Regions from separate parts of the Sus scrofa genome. Here region 2 is linked to region 1. The links are chromatin contacts, called in public Hi-C maps. All regions are on one chromosome and are shown on one strand. Each heading gives the region's core, a stretch centred on a gene start, on an enhancer-like site or on the middle of the called end of the contact. The rest is flanking DNA. Distances are from core to core; before and after follow the strand shown.

Evidence for each region. A called contact is a pair of places that touch in the nucleus more often than the background predicts.
Region 2: a Hi-C map of embryonic fibroblasts shows a contact between it and region 1, with 1.8 times the contacts expected there. The contact joins two enhancer-like sites. A contact is called at or near these places in 2 of 47 Hi-C or Micro-C datasets (embryonic fibroblasts and fibroblasts).

The regions. Positions count from the first base shown.
Region 1 is chr1:90,838,040-90,844,037 of Sscrofa11.1, reverse strand. It overlaps COL12A1 (collagen alpha-1(XII) chain), which reads right to left. Exons shown (of 51, transcript XM_021092374.1): 32 at 2,888-3,052; 33 at 1,297-1,335; 34 at 1,062-1,200. Among named protein-coding and RNA genes, the nearest start is that of COL12A1, 97 kb to the right of the region's middle. Within about 2 kb of position 2,782, at least 4 of the 83 cell types and tissues checked have an H3K27ac peak or open chromatin away from gene starts, as enhancers often do. A contact at or near this core is called in embryonic fibroblasts, where this site is marked.
Region 2 is chr1:91,359,981-91,366,636 of Sscrofa11.1, reverse strand. No RefSeq gene overlaps it. Among named protein-coding and RNA genes, the nearest start is that of COL12A1, 620 kb to the right of the region's middle. Within about 2 kb of position 4,251, at least 7 of the 83 cell types and tissues checked have an H3K27ac peak or open chromatin away from gene starts, as enhancers often do. A contact at or near this core is called in embryonic fibroblasts, where this site is marked.

The DNA of each region.
Region 1 (5,998 bases), core at 1,533-4,032:
CCATAAATTGCCAAACACATATTTTTCAACATTCAAGTGCTTTCCCTCTGATGAATAAAAAATACATATTTTGGTTATCAGACCCAGGTACAAACTTTCCTCAAGTAAAATGGCAACATCCAGAGCTACTCAACAGATCACCAGAGCACCAGCCAACAAAAACTAACTGCTGCCTGTGGGATCAGAGACAAGCAGGACGGCCGCAGCCTTTCATCTCCTGCAGTCAGAAACGTTAGGAACAATGCCTGTTCTCACTTTGCACTGAGTCCATCCAGGTCCTGTGCACCCATGGAGAAATATTCAAAAGAATAATTTGCCTCCCTCTCTAAACAACCACCCTTAGAAGAAGCATAACCACAACCCTAGCCTCAAATTCAAAAGGATCTGTGATCCATAATATTTCAGAAACAGGATGAGATTCTTGGGTCTGAGAGTAGCAGGCTTGAGTCCCAGATTCCAGTGTGACCTAATGGAAGACACTCAATCCAGCTGCACTGCAGGAAACTAAACCATGTCATCCATAGGCCTGTTTCAACAACCCCAAATGCTGGGGTGCTAAGGAGACAGCAAAGATTCCAAGAACCCCAAAAATATATCCGGGTGGCTGGAAGAAAAAGGACCTCCACAGTTTCCACTGTGGTGCAGGGGGTTAAGAATCCGACTGCAGGGATCCTGTTGTGGCTCAGTGGAACACCACTAGTATCCATGAGATGAGAATACGGCATTGCCGTGAGCTGCCGGGTAGGTCACAGACGCAACTCAGATCCTGCGTGGCTGTGGCCATGGCTGTGGCCTGCGGCTGCAGCTCTGAGTCTACCTCTAGCCTGGGAACTTCCACATGCTGCTGGTTGGGCCCTAAAAAACAAACAAACAAAAGAATCAGACTTCAGTGGCTTGAGTTGCTACAGTCATAGGTTTGATCCCCAGCCCAGCACAGTGGGTTAAGGATCTGGCTTTGCCACAGCCGCAGCTCAGATTCAAACCCTGATCTGGGAATTTCATGTGCCATGAGTATGGTCATTAAAAAAAATAGAAACAGCAGCACTTATTGTCGCACTTACGCTGTAGGCTGATTCACAAAGGCGTTCTTCTGAAGCCTGTAAGCTGAGTAGCTGGGGAAAGACCCTGACTCCAAAGAGACACCTTGTACGGAGGCAAAATTCTTTTCTGTCAGGTTGTACGCTTCAAGCATCTTAAAACCTTTACATCAGAAAGGAAAAGATTGAAATGAAGTCATTTAAATTATTTTATTGGTTGAATCCTGGAATAAATTAGCCCGAGAATACGAATGCTTACCCGGTGAGGTGTAGCCATCCAGATAAATAAGAGGACAACCTGCAATGCACAGTGTTGTTAAGCACGATTTCACCACCAAGGTGTACAGACATCACACGCACACAGAAAGCAACCGCATACACACATCAAGTAGCCAAATGGTTCATCCATTTATAAGACATATCAATCTAGCCTTTTATAAGTTTTGTGTGGACTTTCTATGTGTAGGAGAAATTACGCTATTGACCACCATAACCAATGTTATCAGAACATTCGCTGTACAACTGGGACTTTATAAGTTCCTGAGAATAGTAGACAGACTTAAAGGGTAATATTTTCAGATGATGTTCACCAGATTACAGAACTTGTCTCCCAGGAGACTTTAGACAGATGCAAGGGGAGGAGCAATTTGTTGCTATCCAACCCTCTTCTCTGCCAAGCCCTGGAGGCCCGTGCTGGCTCCCAAACATCACAGCCCTGGGTGTGGAGTGAGTCTCACCCTGGCCCCAGAGCTGGGGCAGCGGAGGGCTACATCCAGGACCCCTGGAGTGAAAGGAGCAGTTGGTCCTCCTAGCTCCATTCTGAGCTGCAAAATAAGCTTTACAGTAAAGCACTGACATCTGTTTACTACTGCTTCTTCTAATCAGAATTCTGAGATTTTTTGTTTGTTTTTTCAGCGCCACATCTGCGGCATATGGAAGTTCCCAGTCTAGGGGTTGAATCGAAGCTACAGCTGCCAGCCTACACCACAGCCACAGAAACTTGGGATCCGAGCCATGTCTGTGACCTCCACCACAGCTTATGGCAACACTGGATCCTTAACCCACTGAGCAAGGCCAGGGACCGAACCCTCATCCTTATGGATACTAGTCGGGTTTGTTAACCACTGAGCCACGACTGGAATTCCTGAGATCTTAATATAATATTTAGTAGGAGAAAACATAATACTCCTAAAGCATAACCCTGCCTAGGATCAGGGGTCTAGACCAGTCATATCACTGTCTCCAACATCTACTACCTCAAGAATCAGAAATCGTGGATGGGGAGGAGGACAAATCAACTTAAATTATCAAAACTTTTGTCCTTTGGTGTATTTTAAAAGTTAAACTTGAGGTATTGGTATAACAAGAAAAATCTACAGCCAAATAAACAAATGGAAACAAGTGAATTTCGGCAGCACACACACACACACACACACACACACACACGTCAGTTTCTTGGTGACTCTCTTGAAGCACGGATGTTGACAGGACAAGTACTGATTGATTACTAATAGGGAAAACTTCCACCTCAGAGAATTGCTTCCATATATGCACTTCTAAGTTGAAGATTAATGTTCTTAAATGTCACAGGCATTGGGATGGTGGGAAAAGGATATATTACAACACTTGATTTCCATACAAGGAATATTACATCTTCAAATCTAAAAACGGACCTCTGACAAGCACAGTCAGCATGATCCCAATAGGAACAATGACTCATCAGGGTCTCACACGGTTTCCCAGGATCTATTTATGTGCAGACTTGATCTTGTATGGGATGGAGAGTTGTCTACTAAGTAGTTATGTTTCCAAGCAAGTGAGACTAGGGATCCCTAGGAACCATGACTTACTTGAAGTGGCAGTTTCACAGACAAACGTGATGAGGTTGTCCTCTATCTTCTCAAAAGATTCGAAGTCATCCACGATGAACACATGCCGCTCACTTGGTTTGCTGGCGATGTTGGCAAGTTCATTGTAGTCGACGTCGGCCACACCAACTACAAAGACACTGAACCCTACAGAGCAGAGTTCGTAGAGAAAATCACACATCCTTTTTCTGTCCTTTGTTTTTTTAACAATTCCAAATAAAATCTTATCAGAAATGAGGCAGTATTCTTTCAGGTTATGCAGGAAGTCCTTTTAATTAGCATAAACGCTCTAACAAATATGGACTTTTTCCAGGTCTTCCTATTTTCTGGCTTAGAAAATTCAGTTCATTAGATTTCCTACAACAAAATGCTAACAATGGAAATACGAACATTTTAATAGCAGGATGACTTAATGTGGTACTCATTTCCTTCCACAGATGCACAGATTTAATATACTCATTAATTCTGTAGCTGTCTTAGGCAACATTAACATTTCAAGCTTATGTGACTCAGAAACCAACAAAGGGCTCATTTTAAACTTGGAATTCCTGAAACTGATTTACTCAACAAATCCTGACCACTTTCAAAACGGAATCTACAATTTCTACCAGTAAAACACTTTCACTGACTTAGACTCATACAAATAAAGTTCTCATTCTAAAAGCATAATCTGACAGTAGAAAAAAAGAGATTTATTTACATTAAGAATTAGTTACTTAAATAGAAATAAAGTAACTTGAGGAGCAAGCATTCACAATCCCAAAATTAAATCAATAGGGAGCAGAAAATAGGTAGAAATCTGCTCAAAGGGCATAACGTTATGAAAAGATCAGTGCAGAGGATAATCTCTATTGTAAGAAAACAGTATGACTTAGCACTCATCATGACTCATACGTGTAGCCAAAGAACCCTGTATATGCAAGGCAACAAATTCCAGGTAATGAAGTAGTTTACAGTTAGTACCACAATAAGTCATGCATAGCAGAGAGTTCTCTCAACTACGTCCCCCTTGGACCCCACCTGGGGAAAAGTGTTAATGCAAGTACAATAAAGACCTAGTTTCACACACCTACAGCCAACTAATCTATGACAAAGGAGGCAAAAATATGCAAAGGAGAAAAGACAGCCTATTCAATAAGTGGTGCTGGGAAAACTGGACAGCCACATGGAAAAGAATGAAATTAGAACACTCCCTAACACCATACACAAAAATAAACTCCAAATGGATTAAAGACTTAGATATAAAACCAGACACTATAAAACTCTTAGAGGAAAACATAGGCCAAACACTCCGACATAAACAACAGCAACATCTTCTCAAATCCAATAAAAACAAAAATAAACAAATGGGACCTAATCAAACTGAAAAGTTTCTGCACAGCAAAGGAAACCCTAAACAACACGAAAAGACAGAATGGGAGAAAATCTTTGCAAGTGAATCAACTGACAAGGAATTCATCTCCAAAATTTATAAACACCTTCTGCAGCTCCATACCAAAAAAACAAACAACCCCATCAAAAAATGGGCAGAAGATCTAAACAGACAGTTCTCCAAAGAAGACATAGGGATGGCCAAAAACCACATGAAAAGATGTTCAACATCACTCATTATTAGAGAAATGCAAATCAAAACCACTATGAGGTACCACCTTACACCAGCCAGAATGGCCATCATCCAAAAGTCTACAAACAATAAGTGCTAGAGAGGGTGTGGAGAAAAAGGAACCCTAGTACACTGTTGGTGGGATTGTAAATTGGTGCAACCACTGTGGAAAACAGTATGGAAGTGCCTCAGAAAACTAAATATAGAACTACCATTTCATCCAACAATCCCACTCCTGGCATCTATCCAGAGAAAACCATGACTCGCAAAGACACACGTACTCCAATATTCACTGCAGCACTATTTTCAATAGCCAAGACATGGAAACAACCTAAATGTCCATCGACAGAGGAGTGGATCAAGAAGATGTGGTACATTTACACAATGGAATATTACTCAGCCATTAAAAGGAATGAAATACCGGCATTTTTAGCAACATGGATGGACCTAGAAATTATCATGCTAAGTGAAGTCAGCCATACAATGAGACACCAACATCCAATGCTTTCACTGACATGTGGAATCTGAAAAAAGGACAGACTGAACTTCTTTGCAGAACAGATTCTGACTCACAGACATTGAAAAACTTATGGTCTCCGGAGGAGACAGTTTGGGGGATGGGGGGATGTGCTTGGGCTGTGGGATGGAAATCCTGTGAAATTGGATTGTGAGGATCATTATACAACTACAGATGTGATAAATTCACTTGAGTAATAAAATTTCATATATATATATATATATATATATATATATATATATCCCCAGATGTATTAGATGTGGAAAGACTGATACAATCCACCTTAATCTGACACCTCTCCATAGGATTTTGAGAAAATTAAAAGTAGTAATTAAAAATTAAACAAACTAGATTTTTGTATCATAAAAAAAAGATCTGGTTTCTTCACAGCACTAACACACACACACACACACACACACACACACACACAAATGGCAGGTAAAAGTGGCCATAGCTGAATAAGCACTGTGGATTGCATCTACATAATTTTTCCTGATTGTGATATTGTACTGTAGTTTCGGGTCTTTCTGAATCATTTCTTACAAACGCATGTAGAAACTACAATGATACAAAAAGTTTAAAAAAAAAAAGACCTGGTTTAATCTCCAAAAATCCTAAATAACTAATCAAGGCAGTGCAACAACAAGGCTCCCAAGACATCTGGCTGCCAAAATCTACACCAGCGACATCTCCCTGAGGCCTTGCCAATCTTCTGCAGTCAACCTTCCAGCAGTCTGCTTTGGGTCGGTCTCTGCCAAGACATGCTAAACGTGATGTCTCTCCTTGCACAGGGTTAAACCAGCATCAAGATCCACTTCTGCTACAGCAGGAGGCCTTCTTGAGGATCACTCCAGTATAGGTGTCTGGAGCCTTCCAGCCACTATGGGGAAACAGTTTGCTCTTGGAGACACCCCTGAAGCATGTCTTGGACAAAAAATACACCATGTCATTTTTGAGCAATTATCAAACTATT
Region 2 (6,656 bases), core at 3,002-5,501, 520 kb before region 1:
CTAGCAAATTAATGGAACATAGGTTGCAGGCAGTGGGAGTTTTTGTTTTATAACCCGTGGGTCTTAACAACCTGGACTTGTGATTGGCATCCAAAGTAGAACATGATGTAGCCCCTGGTAGCTAGTGTCAGAACTGATATCAATTGAGGGAGCATAAGGATAATAACAAAGAAAGCTCATGAAACTTTGGGATTATGATGTAAAGCAAAAAAAAAAAAAAAAAAAAAAAAAGGAGATTTCTTATAAGCAAACTAAAATTTTGAAGTGAGCAATTCAGCTTATGGTAGATTATAGGGAATATTTTTTTTCTTTTCATTTTTTTACATCTTTTGTCTTTTGCCTTTTTAGGGCTGCACCCATGGGATATGGAGGTTCCCAGGCTAGGGATCAAATCAGACCTGTAGCTGCCGGCCTATATCACAGTCACAGCAACGCCAGATCCGAGGCATGTCTACAACCTACACTGCAGCTCATGGCAATGTCGGATCCTTAACCCACTGAGCAAGGCCAGGGATTGAACCTTTGTCCTCATGGATACTAGTCAGGTTCATTAACTACTGAGTCATGATGAGAACTCCCATAGGAAATATTTTAATAAAAAATATTTTATTTCTCCTGATGTGAGAATGGCTTTCTGGCAATAAAACTCAGCAATTCAGGGCTCAGATTTCACTCTGGAGTAGAGAACCCTAGTGGTTTCCCTCCAATACAGGAGCCCTGGGTGGATTCAAAGTCATAGCTCCCATTATATGAGGTTTGGATTTGGGTACAAGGCACAAATTTCATAAAACTCAATTCAAATTGGTAAATGACAAATTATGGTTATTTTGTCTTTAGATTTTACTTAGTCTTTTATGTCATTTGTACATATAAAATCAACTGTATTGTTTCTATTCAATTTATCCCTCCATAGTGTGAGTAGAATTCAGTGGGATCATATCAAATTATAATTAACAGTACAAAAACTTCCCATAGAAACAGAAAATAAAGTGATTAGCAGTGATAGAATACAGCAATTAAAAGCTTTGTTAGAAACTCAGAAAGATTAATATAATTTAACAATTGCCCATATCATTTAAATATCTCAGGCTTGCAGACTTTCACCCAAGGTGGGCGCTGTCAAATTTTACAGACAGTCAGAAAAGCTTCACATTCTCAAAGACTCTCTTAACTGGAAAATTTGTGGGGCATTTCAGCAGTAGATTCCAGTTTGTTGTGAAATGTCATGTAAACTGATCTTCTGAATCCCAGACTTTCCTGATATACTCAAGCATGTGATTTGAACAGCTGATTCCACTTGCCATTAGTCAACAGAAATGATTAACAGACATAAAATGGTAAATGCCATCCCAGACAAAGGATGACTCATGAGTGAAAGTGATTTAAAGTTCACAAGTCTGGCTCACTAAAGCCGACCCTTGGACAGTAACTATGGAGATCAATTTACGTACACTTTATTTCTGGATATATTTCATTTAGAGACTGATAGACACATAATTATATTGAAATACTTATTTTCTTAAAATTAATCTATTTTTCACTTTACCCCAGGAGTGGGAAAATTAAACCCATGGGCCAAATCTGGTGTCCCTCTCATTTTTTTTAATAAAATTTTATTGGCTTGCAATTACTTTTTTTGGCTACTTTTTCTTGAAACAACAAAATCGAATAGTTATTGCAGAAACTGTATGGTCTGAAAAGCCTAAAACATTTAGTATTTTGCCCTATATAAGAAAAGTGTGTTGATGCCAGTTTTTGTCTCTATTATTTGATATGTAATCAGATTTAGCATTTAGTATGATGAGTTCCCTTACTATTTATTACTGGCCTATACTTTAACCACACTACAGTCCTAACCACACTACAGTATATTGTCATTTCCATTAAGTATATGAGAAAGAAGAGGCATTGGAAGTTTAAAGGTCTCACCCATGAAAACCGCGATCCTTGAAGCTGATTCAAAACCCATGCTAGCCTCTTTAACCCATCTCTTCTCCAATAAGTCCATGGTCTTCCTCTTCCAGGCAATTTGCATGACTAGAATCTATGAGACTTAGCACCTGGATGGGAAGTTAAATGTACAGTAGAGCAGAGGGGGAAAATAGTTTTAAAATTTTCCTCGAAGTGTAAAGAATGACCTCCAAGTACTTAGCTTAGTCCCGACACTATTTTTAAAGCTTTCAAACCAGCCTGCGTCTGGAAGTCACAATTTAGTAATTAATTAGTCAACATCTTTTGGCAAAGCCTTCTTACCAAAGGGTAACATCTCTGACGTTCTGTATCTTCATCTTCAAAGAAGGAATGGGAGCTAGAGGGCTGCAGGGTTTCAGTTGAAGTCCAGCATGCATGCTCCATCCTGTGCCTTTAGCCAGGCCTCCTGGTGGGGTCCACCGTGTCCAGATTGTGTGAAGCCTTGACCACCCCTAGTGAGTGAGATATACCCCCAGACCCAAAACCCAGCTTATATTTCTGGTGGTGACACATTTCATTTGACTGTATTCTCTGTCTGACTCCCTGTCTACATGTTCCAGAAAAGGAACATTTTTACCAAATCCATTCATTTATTGAGCCACCTGGCAAGGTTGCACCCCTGTGGGCTGTTTATTGCTTTTTCTTGAAACAGGTATTCCTCACCTGTTCTGCAAGTCATTTCATACATTCCTTGGAAATTGTCAGTAAATTATCTCAATATGATCTTACTCTTCCCGTTAAGGACTACTACTTGAACCCAGGCTTTTCTTTTTATCTCCACTGCAAACTGGTGAAGCGTGTATCTTTGTTTTATTATTTTCTCCTCCAGATTTACCCATGAAGAATTTGAAATAGTTACAACAAGAATACCCACATCTATAACAATATACTTAAATATTTACAGGCTGTTCTGAGGACAACAACTTGATTCTATTACAGCAACTTCTGGAAGTTGGATATTTCCACACAGAAGGATACATGCATTGTATGGAAGGGGAAAGACTCATCAGTAGTGTTTCACAAAACCAGAGAATATCAAAGGAAAAGTCATCTTGGAAGATATCTAGTCCAACCCCCTAGTTCCATGAATGAGTAAATGGAGACCTTCATCCTCAGGTAGGATGTGAAAAGGAAAGCTCCTTTGCTCAGCTTTGCTCTCATGGGACCCAGTAATACATGCCCCTTGGAAGGGAGTGGGTGATCCCATAGATCTACCCATTATTCCATGATTCTCCCTTTAGGATTTTGACATTATGCAAATTAAAAAAATATCTCTGGGGAGTTCCCATTGTGGCACAGAGGAAACAAATCTGAGAGTATTCATGAGGCCTTGCCTTGCTCAGTGGCTTAAGGATCCATGGCGTTGTCATGAGCTGTGGTCACAGATGCGGCTTGGATCTGGTGTTGCTGTGGCTGTGATTAGGTTAGCAATTACAGCTCCAATTCTGCCCCTAACCTGGGAATTTCCATATGCCCCAGGTGTGGCCCTAAAAAGCAAATATGTGTGTGTGTGTGTGTGTGTGTGTGTGTGTGTGTGTGTGTATGTGTGTGTATTGTCAATAATAAAATTACTTTGATAAATTAAAACCATAAAGTGAGTTCCTAGTGATTTTTTACTTCCCAGTGATTTTTCAGTTCCTAGTCAAAAGCCTGGTAAAAACAAGGTCTATTGATGGAAATTCTTGTTTTCTTCATCTTTTTATCCTCCTTCGCCCCTCCCTTCACCCCTAACCCTTGCTGTCCCTCCCTGTTCCTGGCCCCCTTTGAGTCTCCACCCAAGAGGGAAATGTTTCTGGAAGCATGAAAATAAGGAAACTGAGATCAAGGGATTTCTGGAATCGTTGAGTTTCCATCCTTGAGGATTCTTTGCATCTGAGGCAAAACTTCAAATACTAAATGATACACTGAAAATTACACTGACAGAACTGAAGGGCATGTTTGCACTAAATGAAAAGCACACATCTCTCAAGCATGTAGCTTATTTGGCTTCATTCCTCAGACCAAGCTCATACTGTTTTGGGGCCTAAATGTGCATCAGCTTCCAGCCAGCCTGTGCCAGCCCACGTCTACATTCCTCCCAGGAGTTCAGGCACCGGGACATTTTCATGCTCACGTCCATCATTTACGTGTTCTCCTGGTATTGCTCCTGGTAGTGGAAAAGATCAGCATATTATTCGGGTTACTTGGAAAGCAAATTCTCCTTAATAAGTATTCTATTACATGTACTATGTGAGACCAGGGGACTCGCGGACTTTTTTCCCCTGTTCTCCCTGAGTCATCGTGTCTGGCATTTCACAAAACATTCCAGAAGGCAAGACCAGGAGGAACCGCAACAGTAGCAGAAGCAATTCCTGGGAAGGAAACGCCTTTGCTTGAGGGAAAGGGAGAAAAAGATTGAGAAAAAAAAAGGAAGGGGGCAGAGGAAGGGGAAGTCACACTGTCAGCAACTCAAAAATAAAGAAAATAGGTTAATCGTTACTGTAGTCACCACTTTGTAGGCTTGTTCCAACAACTCATAAGTGAGACACAGGGAGAAGGATACCAATTCAAGAAAAAATTTAGAAACAAAATCTTAGACTTGATCTTGATCTTGGTCTGTTTTCAACCTCAGTATACTGGGTACTGGGGTTCTATTTAAGGACAGGCCAAGAAGATCTAGGACACGTCAGATTGGTTCTGTGTGTTATGTGTATGAGAGAGAGAGCTTCCAAGTTTAAGCTTTAGTCTTTGTAACTGGGGGATAATATTCTGACCTCAGTCTAAGAATTTTGCTGCTGTTGTTAAGGGCATTTTTACAAATCCCACTTTCCTTTTCAAATCTAAAAAGGATGCTAGCCTCAAAATTTCTGTTAATCTAGGAGATATTAACCTAGTTTTTAAAGAAAAATCAAGTGACTTTTCTCTCACCTACCAAGCAAAGCTACCATTACTTAAATAGCAGAATGTCTAACTAAAAGGCCTGTCATAACAGAAACAAAGGCACAGAGTTTGTAAATATATCTAAGGTAATTATTGAGTTATTGCGCTGATGGTGGGTATTGGTAGCCCAGACGGGGAAGGTAAAAGGTAGTGTGAGGAACAGGGAGCAGAGGCACATTCTCCAGCTTTTCCATGCTCCCCAAAGATGTCCAAGAATTGCATATATGGGCCAAAATATTTTTAAGATTATTTTTTGGACATTTTTCTGACCTTTTATTTCTACATTTTGAGAGTCACAAAGATAGCGGTTAGAATTTCACCTACTTTATACTACATACCCTTTGTATAAAAATAATATCACCTTGTAGCAAAGCAGACAAAAGTCTGGAATTTGCTCCAGTCAAAGTGCTTAAATGACAGCGTTGCCTGCAACATTTTAGATTAAGGTCAGTGAAGGGCAGGTAACTTCATGCACTGGCTTTACTGATTCCCACAGTGGAACATTCTGGGATTGCAGCTGTCCCGCAGCAGCCCCAGTAAAATAATTGTGTTCTTCTCTGAAAATCTCCCAGACATTTGGAGCCCAAGGGCAAAAGGACCTGGTAACTGAAAGCTCTCAAGTAGGTGAGGAGCCAGAACCAAGGACATGCTCCCAGCCTTAATGGGAGTTTATTCATATGTTTATATTGCAGTGTGTGAGGTTAAAGAAGTTAATAAAGTTTCAAGAGGAGGGTGTATGCTATGCTATGCTCTGGCTTTCTACCAAAAGAGAGTAGAGTGTTGTTGAGTCTTTAAGCCTAACACTCAACCATCCTAGAACTGAGAGACAGAAATGTTTGATCTGCAAATGACCTCTGGGCTGAGTTAATTCCCCCCCCCTCCAGCCCTTAACGGGAGAGGGAGAAGGGGAGGGAGAACATTGCAGCCGGGGTGGGTTCATTGCGGTGGGGGGTTGGGGGCAGTAACCTGCTTCCATTCTTCTGAGCAAAGCTCTGCTTTCTTCTGTGGCAGAAGAGAGTTAGGAGTTTTTAATGGAAAAGTTGTAACTAATTTTCAGCAAGAGGCTGGAAAAGCTTCGCTGGGACCCTACTGGGAGTTGATAAAATGCTCAACTTTGACAGAGTTCATCGTTATTTATAACTAAAGTAGCTCAGATAACAGGTCCTCAAAACTCAGTGGCTCAAGATAATAAGAATTTAGCTAGCAATTGAGCTGGATTAAGCAGGGGCACCTTGGGTGCATCAGCTCTGCTCCCATCAGCAGGCTGGCCCGTGTATAGCTCACAGGGATGGTAGAGGCACACGATAACAAATGGTAACAAATAAGTGATAACAAATACACACTTGTTAGTCTTCTGCTGGTTTGCTAACATCCTATTAGCCAAAGGCAGTCACATGGCCAGCCATGGCAAAGGGCACAGGTAAAAAGTGGGTAACAAGTTTGAGATATCAGCGTAGCTTCCATCCTATGTAGACACCAAGCAGCTCGTGAGCCCTCAGCTTTCCCAGAGTGATAAAATGCTGGTGTAAGAGAGACAGCACTAAGAGGTGAAGGGTCTGGAAAGAAAAATGCTTTTAGTAGAATTAGCAGAGCTTTTGGCCAAGCAGGAGCAAACCATGAAGATAAGTGTGAAATCAGCTGGTATTGTGATTGGCCGGGCACCAGCACCTGGGCTTGCTGTGGGGCATAAAGGAAACATATTTTTTCTTTGAGGCTACTGTATATCTCCAGCCATGCTAGGAAAATTCATATTTATTATTCACTTA